Linked DNA regions of Arachis hypogaea: region 2 is linked to region 1. A link is a contact called in public Hi-C data. All regions are on one chromosome and are shown on one strand. The core of a region is the stretch at or near the end of the contact, and the rest is flanking DNA. Distances in the headings are between cores, read along the strand shown.

Region 1 (5,410 bases), core at 1,636-4,135:
TTAAGGCAAATAGAGGAAGTTTGAAAACCCCCAGGGCATAGGAAATTAGCTGCTACTTGGGAGGGTCCCTTTCGAATCTCAAAAGTTGTTGGAAAATGAGCCTATTGTCTTGAAACACTGGATGGAACGGCCCTACCCAACACGTGGAACATTTCATCTCTGAAGATTTATTATTGTTAACTTCTCCTTGAAAACAAGATGAAGTGACCAGGTGCTCTTTTTCCTAATCACGAGGATTTTTCCTAAGAGCAACTCCAACGCTTCAGTTCCAATAACACTTTTTTTGACAGAGTTCCCAACCGTTGAAGGGAAGTGGAGAAGGGTCCTCACACGATTTTCAAGTGAAATGAGTCTCTCTGAATAGGGACTTGGGATAACCAATAATAACTTGCCAAATGGCAAGTTATTATTTAAACAAATAATTATATTATAATAAATAATTATATTAAATAATTAAATTATAATTAATTTAGTAATAATTATAATAAATAATTATATTAAATAATTATATTTTTATTTAAATAATAATTTATATTAATTATTTAAATAATAATTAAATCGTAATTAATTTATTAATAATTATAATAATTAATTAGATTAAATAATTAAATTTCTATTTAATTAATAATTTATATTAATTATTTATGTCATAATTAATATTGAATATTATTTATATTGTTATATTAAATTATAATTAATTAATTTATTTACATTAAAAAATAAATTTAATTTTTACACCTTCCAAAATAATTGTTGGTTGGGTTGGTTATTTTTATTTTTAAAATTTAAAATACTAACCACATTATTAAAATTAGCTGTTACAAAACTAGCTGTTACAAAATTAGCCATTGCAAACTAGCCATTACTATGTTATCATTATTATTAATAAATTAATATTTTATTACTCTATATATACCACTTAGATACACTTCTATTCTCACACTTTCTACTACTCTTCTTCATCTTCTTCCAAGTTTACGAAATTAAGGTTCTGCTGATATTATTTTTTGTTTAAAAAAATGGATCCAAACCAACTCAACTCTTTTTTCAATTACTTACAAAATTTTTCTTAAATTCCAAATACCCAACAATCTCGAACCTCAAACTTTCAAGTTCCAAATCCAAACTTCACACTACCGAATACATTTCAAAATCCAAATCCACAAAATCTTTCTATTTTCAATTTTCAAGCTCCTTATAATAATCAATTTCCTATATTCCAATCGCAAAATCAAAATTTACAAACACCACATTTTCTATTTTCATCCATATTTAACCCCTCTATCGAAAATGTTACTCCAACTTCCTTGCCATTTCCAACTCAATTAAGTGCATCAAGACATAACTCATCTGATGTTGGTGGCTCTTCTAACCCATCCTCTCAGACTCCTATACAATCTAATCCAAATTCGTAATATTCAGATTTTGCCAACCCTCGTGGATTAGATGCTATCACCTCAATGATGATGATATTGAAGATCGGAGGCAAGATAGTATTCAACACTGGCATTGGAAAGAGGATGAGATGCTGATCAGTGCATGGTTAAATATTTCAACTGACCCTATAGTTGGTACCGATCAAAAGGGAAAAATATTTTGGAGTCAAATTCACAGCTATTATGAAGAATTTTGCTCCGACATGACAAGGGGGTAGTTGCATGTAAGAAACGATGGTATAAGATCAACAAGGCTGCTGCACAATTTGCTGGTTGCTACGATCAAGCTAGTCGAAACATAAGGAGTGGTTCGAACGTTGATGATATAAAGGAGTTGGCCTATAAACTTTATTCCACAAATTATGGTAAAAAATTTACTTTTGAGAGGCATTGGAACATGCTTCGTTTAGAGCAAAATGGAGAAGCCAACTACCTACACAGAGTGGCGGCTCAAAGAGAACCAAAGTTAATACAACTAGAGCATACTCATCCTCATCAAACCCAGAAACACCGTTGGCTGACGAACCCGGTGTGGACTCTCCCGTTTGCCCACAAGGATCAAAGAAGAGCAAGCGAAAAGGTAAGAAAAAAGCACAAATGTCTAAAGATTTTAGCGAAAAGAAATCATCGGTTGTTAAAAAATTATCTCTCATGGAAGATATTAAGAATGTTAGAGAAAATGAACTAATGGATAGGGAAAAAGAAAGAGAAGAGGAGAGGGAATATAGAGCAAAGATTATGGCAATCAAATAGAAGGAGTTACAAATTCAAGCGGCAATGAAAGAACAAGAATTACAAACTCAGAGGTATATTAAAGAAATGGAGATAAATGCAAAAGAAAGGGAAATGGAAAGGATGGCTAAGGAAAGGGAAAAAAATCGATATGCAAATACTTAATGCTAACACATCTACAATGAGTGAAAAACGACGAGCTCTTCATGAGATTGCATGTGAAAAAATAATCGCTAAGTGGTTTACTTAATGGTTCCTTGTATTCGTAGAGTTATGTAGTATGTTCTTATTTTTATTGCGTATTACTGGTATGTGATGTAGTCTGTTTTATTTATTTCTGATGTAACTTTTTAAATTAGTCAATATTATTGTGCCATTATTGTTCATGAAAGTGACCGTTGCAAAACTAGCCGTTTTAAATTTAGAAAAAAAAAACTTGTCGTTAAGTAGTCGTTGCAAAACTAGCCGTTGCAAAACTACACGTTAAGTAGCCGTTGTAAAACTAGCGGTTGAGGAGTAGGTACTTATTGCAGATAAACATATAAATATCAACTATCAATGACTCTGCAACTCCACTTCAACTCTTGTTTCTCACCTCGAAAGAGAACTAAAAATTACATTTCTACATATGGCTAGAAATTTTGATGATATGTTTAATGAGGCTTTGTATGACAAAAGAAGACGGCAAGATAACACACTCATAGATAATTGGATCGATGAGTGTTTACTCGAAGATTCAGAAGAAGAAGATATCAATAGAAGCTCTATCCCAACTCCTCGTAGATGGATCAACAGAGATTGAGAAGCAGGACATGATCGCCTTTTCCAAGATTACTTTGCAGATGAACTGGTGTATAATGCTGACATTTTCCAATGGAGATTTTGAATGAGAAGACATGTGTTCTTTCGGATAGTAGACGCTCTCTCAAACGTCTATCCGTATTTTCAACAGAGGGTTGATGCAACTGGAAGAAGAGGCTTGTCACCACTCCAAAAATGTACCGCTGCGATACAGATGTTAGCATATGGCATAGCAGCTAATGCTGTTGATGATTATGTGCGCATAGGCAAGAGCACTACAATTGAATGCTTGGAAAAATTTGTTGAAGGTGTCATTTCAGTGTTCGAGGATGAATACTTGCAAAAACTAAATCCAAATGATGTACGACGCCTGCTACAAATGGCGGAGGGTCGTGGCTTTCCTAGCATGTTGGGTAGCATTGACTGCATGCATTGGCAATGGAAAAATTATCCAAAGGCGTGGAAAGGTATGTACATGAGTGGTTATCGTGGGGTTGCAACCATAGTACTTGAGGTTGTAGCATCTTCAGACCTTTGGATATGGCATGCGTTCTTTGGAGTTTCTTGTTCAAATAATGATATCAACATGTTAGATCGTTCTCCAGTGTTCGATGATATTCTAAATAACCGTGCTTCGGAGGTAAATTATACTATTAATAGTAATAATTATACTATGGGATACTATTTAGCAGATGGTATTTATCCTGAATGGGCCATATTTGTCAAATCAATCTCAAAGCCACAAGGAGAGAAACGCAAGTTATTTCACAATACCAAGAAGGGCAAAGAAAAGATGTGGAGCGAGCATTCGGAGTGTTGCAAGCACGCTTTGCAATTATACGTGGTCCATCTCGCTTTTGGGAAAAGAAGAAGTTTGCCAACATAATGAGAGCTTGTATTATATTGCATAATATGATTGTTGAGGATGAAAGAGACACTTATGCAGGAAATTTTGCTCAAGGCTTAGAGTATGATGATGTCGAAAATGGCTTATCACAACCTCGGCTGGGAGTAGAAGATTTTGCACCATACCATCAATTTCTCCAAAGAAATGCCCAACTTCGAAATAGGCAGCAGCATAGACAATTGAAAGAAGACTTGATTGAACACATATGGTAATTTCACAATGCTTGTCGTCAACTATAGAGCTTAATTATGTTTTTTTTTGTATTAAGTAATTTTACAAATTAGTGTAATCCCGAATTATATATTGTGTATTATTGTTATATATGAATTTATTTAATATTAATATCTTTTAATAGTGAATTATTTTTAAATTTATAAATTTAAATAATATTATTGAAAAAATTAATTACATTAATTTTAAGTATTTTAATTAATTAATTAAGTAGGACCACAACAAGGGCTAAAGTTAGTTCCTCCTAATGGAGAAGAGAGAGATACTTTGAGTTCCTATTTACTGTTTATGACGCAAAAGTTGATGTGGAGTTACTTTTTATGACAGTTGGGCCATAAATAGGGACTGGAATAAGTTTTTTACTGGAGATGGTCTAAGGAGGGTTTTACTCGGATAGGTTTTAACGAGGCCAACCACTCCACACCTTTCAAAACTGAAAGGTCCTTTCCATATGAATAAAAATGCATTCATTTCTTCTTTTTCTATTTCCTACATTGACGTATTTATTCAATCATTCAAAACAACAAAAAAGCAAGTTGAAAACAATATTCACAAACATGCATTCACAAGTCAATTTTACTTTTAAGTCAAACCGACATTATAAGGCGGATTAGCAATTCACAAAATAAGCCGATCCAAAGTCGGTTACCAAATTATTAGTTTCAAACTAAAGATCCTAAAAATTATAATATTTGAATTCTTCAAGAGGGGGGAGGAACATTTTCATCGTGTTCCTCACCTGCCTCATCCTCAACCAGCTTTCCATCAATCACAATTTTGGTCACATCAAGTTGGACAACATCAAACTTGGGTGAAAACACAGAGACCTGACTAACAACACGGTCAAACCCTGTGGCAAACATTTCCAGGCCTTCTTCTTCCAATTTATGAATACGAGATGTCATCTTGCCCTTCGTCTTATCATTTTCCTTAATTTCGGCTTAAAGAAGACGAATTTGATCCTGAAGCTTCACAATCTCCTCCTTCCCACGTTTCATCTTTGCAGTCACATCAACAATAATATCCTCTATCTTCTTCACAGATTGCTCTAAGCCAACGACCTTATCTGTAGCGGCCTGTTGCTCCCCTCCCAACAACTCGGTTGCTCGGCCAACACATAATAAGCGTGAAGCCACAATCTACAAAACAAAGTTAACAAATGAAAAATGAATATACAGAAGCTAAATTAATGAAGCAAAAATGTCACTAACCTGGATGAACTTCCCCATCCCTTCCACACTAGTTCGGCGAGTCAGCCGTATATCCCCAGGATAATGGAAAACCTTATCAGCAAGCTCGCCAA
Region 2 (5,410 bases), core at 2,088-4,587, 470 kb before region 1:
AAAAGGTTATGTTTGGGAGGGTAAAGTTGGAAGTGAAGGATGTTAGTGAACATGCATATATACAGCAGGATTGCTTAGCAGCAAAACAAGAAAATCAAGATTGATTGGTTTAAATTAGTTTTGGCTTGTTGTAATTCTATTAGGCTTAGTTGGTTGGATTCTAATTATATATATATATATATATATATATATATATATATATATATATATATATATATAATTGCTGAGCCTAATATATATAGTAATTGTACTTGTCATTCACATTAATTCAGTTTTTTTTTTTACGGCAGATTATTGCAGTCTTCTTCTCTGTTCTGAGTTCTTGCTTTCTTCTAGCTCTATTGATAGAGTGTTCATAGTAAAATCTTTACATAATTATTGATTCTATGATCCATGGCATTACCAAGTAAAAATTCAGATGATTCCATCTCACCACCAGTCATAACTTCTCATTCAACTCCTCCAGCAAATAATCCAATGTTTAATTCTCTGCCACCGAATTTAATGGAGACAAGATGATTACAATCTAAGCACCGGATTGACCACATAGCTTGACATTGTTTCTATAGGTTTGATCAAGAAATACCACCTCCATCACAAAATCAAAATTCCAGATTCAATTCTCCAACCAATTTTAGCTTTACTTCTTCCACATCTTTACAAGTGAACTCTGATCTATGCACCTACACGACTACACCACCTCCTCCAACATTAAATTTTCACAATTCAAGTGTTTATTTGACAGTTTCTTCTTTAGTCTCTGACCCTATCTGATATCCAGACACAGGAGCATCTCACCATATCACTTCTTCTCAGTAGAATTTGGCTTCTTCTTCTGAGTATTCAATTGCTAATGTTGGTCATACTTTTCTATATGCTATTGAATCTAAAAGATTATTTTCTTTACAACAACTATTCATATATATATACATATAGCTAGAGTCCAACCAACTAAGCCTAACAGAATTACAACAAACCAAAACTAACTTGTACCAATTAATTTTGATTTTCTTGTTTTACTGCTAAGCAATTCTGCTTTATATATATTGATGATATAATCGTCACAGAAAATAATGTTACTGCTGTTCAGAACATGACACACAAATTGGATACAATTTTCTCTTTAAGGGATTTAGGAGAATTAAATTATTTTTTAGGTATAAAAGTTACTAAAACTGAACAAGGATAAATTCATCTTTCACAAAAGAAATATGTTACAGATTTATTGTCCAAACTAGGAATGAGACAAGCTAATGCTATACTTACTCCTATGGTATCTTCTTCTCTTCAATTACTATCCACAGTTTCTGAAAAATTTGAAGATCCCAAGCTGTTTAGAACTGTTGTTGGATCTTTATAATACTTACTGATTACACGTAGGGCTGTCAAACGGGCTAGTCTAATTCATTTAGACTCGGCCCATTAATCCCGCGAGTTAAAAGGGTTGGCCTGTTTAAGTCCGTTTTATTCGCGGGCCATAATTTTTTAGCCCGGATCGTTTATGATAAGTCCGATGGGTTAAATGGGCCAGCCCATTCATTCTTTTATTTTATTTTTTGAAAAATATTTTGACAAAAAATACTACTTTTAGGTAAAAAATCTTTAAAAAATAATATTTTTTTAGTTGATGGATCAAATTTTCGGATCGGATCGGGAGAAATTTCGGCTAAAAGTGCTATTTAAAAAAAAAATAAACGGATCACCCATTTAGCCCGCAAACTAGCCCCTTTAACCCGCTATTTTTTTTTTGGATTAATCGGGTTCAGCCCGTTTAGCCCGAAATTTAAACGAGCTTAATTTTAGAGGCAAAGTCCGCCCTTTTAAATGAGTAAATAGGCTGGTCCGATAAGTTTAATCCATTTTAACAGCCCTAATTACATGACCAAATCTATCCTTTATAGTGAATAAAATTAGTCAATTTATGCATAGTTCCTACTGCCAGATTAAAAGACAGCAAAGAGAGTTCTTAGATACTTGCAAGGCACTAAGCACCATGGTTTGATTCTGCACAAGAGTGATGACATGAGACTGTATGGATTTTCTAACTGAGACTAAGGCACTATATATATAAATAGTTGCTGAGTCCAATATATATAACAATTGTACTTTTCATTCACATTAATTCAATTTTTTCTTTACGGTAGATTATTCTTCTCTGTTCTGAATTCTTGCTTTCTTCTAGCCTTATCGATAGAATAGTAGAATCATTACAAAGGAAATTGAATGACTCAACTCAGGACTCAAAAGACAATCAAGGTCTTCTCTCTTAATCCGTGATCATCCCATACAATTAATTATCCACTAATCTTTTCTCCCATCTAGAACTACTACTAGTAAAGAATCTATCCAAAACCCAAGTCACAAGTTGGACAAATTGTACAGGGAACAAACAAAAATAGACATGTAGAGAATTGTTTTATTTTAATTAATATTATAAAGACAATGAAAGGTTACCACTATGATTTTGACACACGAATTTTATTTTTATATACTAAGATGTTGATGTTAAAACTACCTACCACTACGTGTTTGCCAAATGCTTAATTTCAAACTAAACTGAATTTGAATGGGTGAAAACTCAGTTGTAGTAAACTTCACGTGAGTAAGAATCGTTAAATGATTTGACTGATTTGATTAAATTTTAATCTAACAGCTTTTAGTTATCTACTTCATGTGAAATTGACTGCACTTAAATTTCAACTATTAATTAAATTAATAACTAAAAATTATAATTAAAAACAATAAATTTTAATAATTTTTATATTTTTTTAATTATAATGGACACTTAATTATGACTTGATCATCATCAAAACACTAAGCATTTGTATTATTCTATACTAGGTTCGTGGATAGAGAAATTTCACTAGTAGACAAAATCCTCATAGTCAATAGCCATCAAAATAAAATAAAAAAGGTAAATATTTAAATTGATTTTAATAAATTTTAGATAAAATATTTTAATTTTTTATTATTATAAAAAATTTGAAAAATTTTCATTTCAAATATGATAAATTATTCTCTCTATCATTCTTAATCAAGTTTTTAATATGTCTATTTAAGAAATAAATCGTTAACATATTTTTTATAAGATAATTAGATTTCAAAAATAAATTTATAAAATAAATTAACTTCTATTCAAAACAACAAAAAACTTTTTACAAGAGTATTTTTGAAAAAATTTAGAAAATATGATTTATTATAAATTAAAATATTTTATTTAGATTTTTTTAGACCTAATTTGAAAATTTATTTAAAAAATTATATCTGCACATAGGTTTCAATCAATCACGTGCTTAAATTTTAGTGGTTGAATATTAGTATGTGTATGTGCATCTGTTGTATTGTCTTTTTATTCCTTTAATACATGATGACGAATTATTTTACATTAATTAATAGAGGGTTGACAATACTGGCCCTACTATTATTATTTGGAAAAATTCAACATTAATAAACTATTGTTTTTTATGTAAGATGAAAGCCTTCGATGAGATGAGTGTACGTCCAATAATAAAATCTCCCAGCATATGGTGGGTTGTAATTTGTGTTTTAATTTAAACCAAGTTTTCTGAATTACTAAGTTAGGAACATCAACACACGTCGTTGAATAGTCTGGTTCATGAATCCACCGACTTATGGTAATTAAGTGGCCAATCCCCCCACCCACTGCACAATCTATTGTGTCAACTCGTATTTTATACTATATTATTATATATACTATACACATACGTTATAAACTTTTTTATTTTTGGATTTGGTAAGACTCGGTTTAAAATAAATATAAATCCCATTTATCTAGACTATTAACTGTAGTAGTTACTCGTAGAATAATTATAAAATTTTTTTAAATAGTATTAACTCACAAGAATGAAATCTGACAAACGAATATTTTAACATATACTTGGTAAATACTAAAAAAAAAACTACCAACAAAAATAAATAGATCCAAATAATATTTACAAATAAAAAGATAGATACGGTCAAAGAGTTTATGACAAAATAAAAAGAAAAAAAAAAAGGTAAAAACTAAAAGTATCATAAACTTTCAAGTTACACCTGAAATTGACAAAAAAATTAGTGTTATTGCTATAACAGAAGAAGAAAAAAGATTCTAAAATTAGGAATTAAGAGCCATACTAAGCATAAGCATAGTGTTAATATACGTCTTTTTTTATCTTATACCTTTTAATTACATAATCTCTCAATTAAGGCTGACAATACATATTCTATCTGTGGGTATTCAATCCAGACCAACCCGTTCGGATAGGGTAGGCTATCCGACTCGCTGCGGGTAGGGTAGAGATCGATCTGGGTATGCCGGGTAGGGTAGGGTACGGATTTAGGATGTACCCTACCTTACCCGCACCCTATATATAACACCTATTTTATAAAAATTAGGTATATAGTGAGGGAGGTGAGAGTTGAATCCACAACCTCTCTCATGCAATGACTTGCAATAAGTGAGCAACCACTAAATTAGTTAGTTAATTTAGTAATTTGGATCATTAGTTTTTTATTTTTTATTTTATTAATATGTATGAAATTTGGAATGATTGAGTTTTATATTTGTTTTGAAAAAAATTGATATTTCTGTGGGTAGGATAATGTTTAGAACTTTAGAGTGCGGTTAGGGTTATGGTTGAGAGATTCTCAACTCGCGGGTAGGGTAGGGCAGAATTTTAATGAAATTTTCAACCCGCGGGTAGGGTTAGGGTAATGTCCAAACCCTACCCTACCCTACCTATTTCCAGCCCTACTCTCAATTGAGAATTGACCCTTTTTTATCTATAACATTTTTCACTCTTCTCATTTTCATCACTTTTTGCCATGTAGTGAATTTTCAGCCATTTCTCTTTTCCTTCACTTATGTTCATGTGCAAAATGACTCTAATAGTCCTTGGTATCACCACATTACTCTCTTCTTTGAAAACAACCTTGTCCTCAAGGTTGAGTTGAGGATAGTAAGTTATCAGCCAATCATAGTTCTCCCATGTGACTTTAGATTTAGACATGTCTTCCCATTAAATTAGTAATTGTATAACCTCATTTGAACCATTTCCAATAATTTTCTTATCCAATATAGCAATTGGCTGCAGTAACGACTCTTGTGTTGTGGAGAGAATTGGTAAGGGAATGTATTAGGTTGAAGGGTCTTCTTGAAATTTTTTCAACATTAAAACATGAAAAACTAGGTGTATCTTAGATTCTGATGGTAGTTTCACTTTACAAGCAACCTTGCCAATCCTTTTGGAGAACTAAAATGGTCCAAAATATTTTAGGCTCAATTTTTTATTTTTTCTCAGCTGCACCGAGTGTTGTTTATACGGTTGAAGCTTAACCAAGACAAACTGTAAGACCCAGAACTTTGAAAAGTCTTATTATGATCAAGTCTCAAATCATATAGTTATTTATA

What was found. A called contact is a pair of places that touch in the nucleus more often than the background predicts.
Region 2: a Hi-C map of leaf shows a contact between it and region 1, with 2.9 times the contacts expected there. The contact joins the enhancer-like site here to the promoter of LOC140183025 in region 1. A contact is called at or near these places in 4 of 8 Hi-C or Micro-C datasets (leaf and an unstated tissue).

The regions. Positions count from the first base shown.
Region 1 is chr20:31,931,230-31,936,639 of arahy.Tifrunner.gnm2.J5K5, reverse strand. It overlaps LOC140183025, which reads left to right and starts at 2,885. Exons shown (of 3, transcript XM_072231024.1): 1 at 2,885-3,020; 2 at 3,278-3,609; 3 at 4,435-4,449. The coding sequence starts at 2,885. The coding sequence ends at 4,449.
Region 2 is chr20:32,405,243-32,410,652 of arahy.Tifrunner.gnm2.J5K5, reverse strand. No RefSeq gene overlaps it. Among protein-coding and RNA genes, the nearest start is that of LOC112784063, 27 kb to the left of the region's middle. Within about 2 kb of position 3,337, at least 1 of the 3 cell types and tissues checked has open chromatin away from gene starts, as enhancers often do.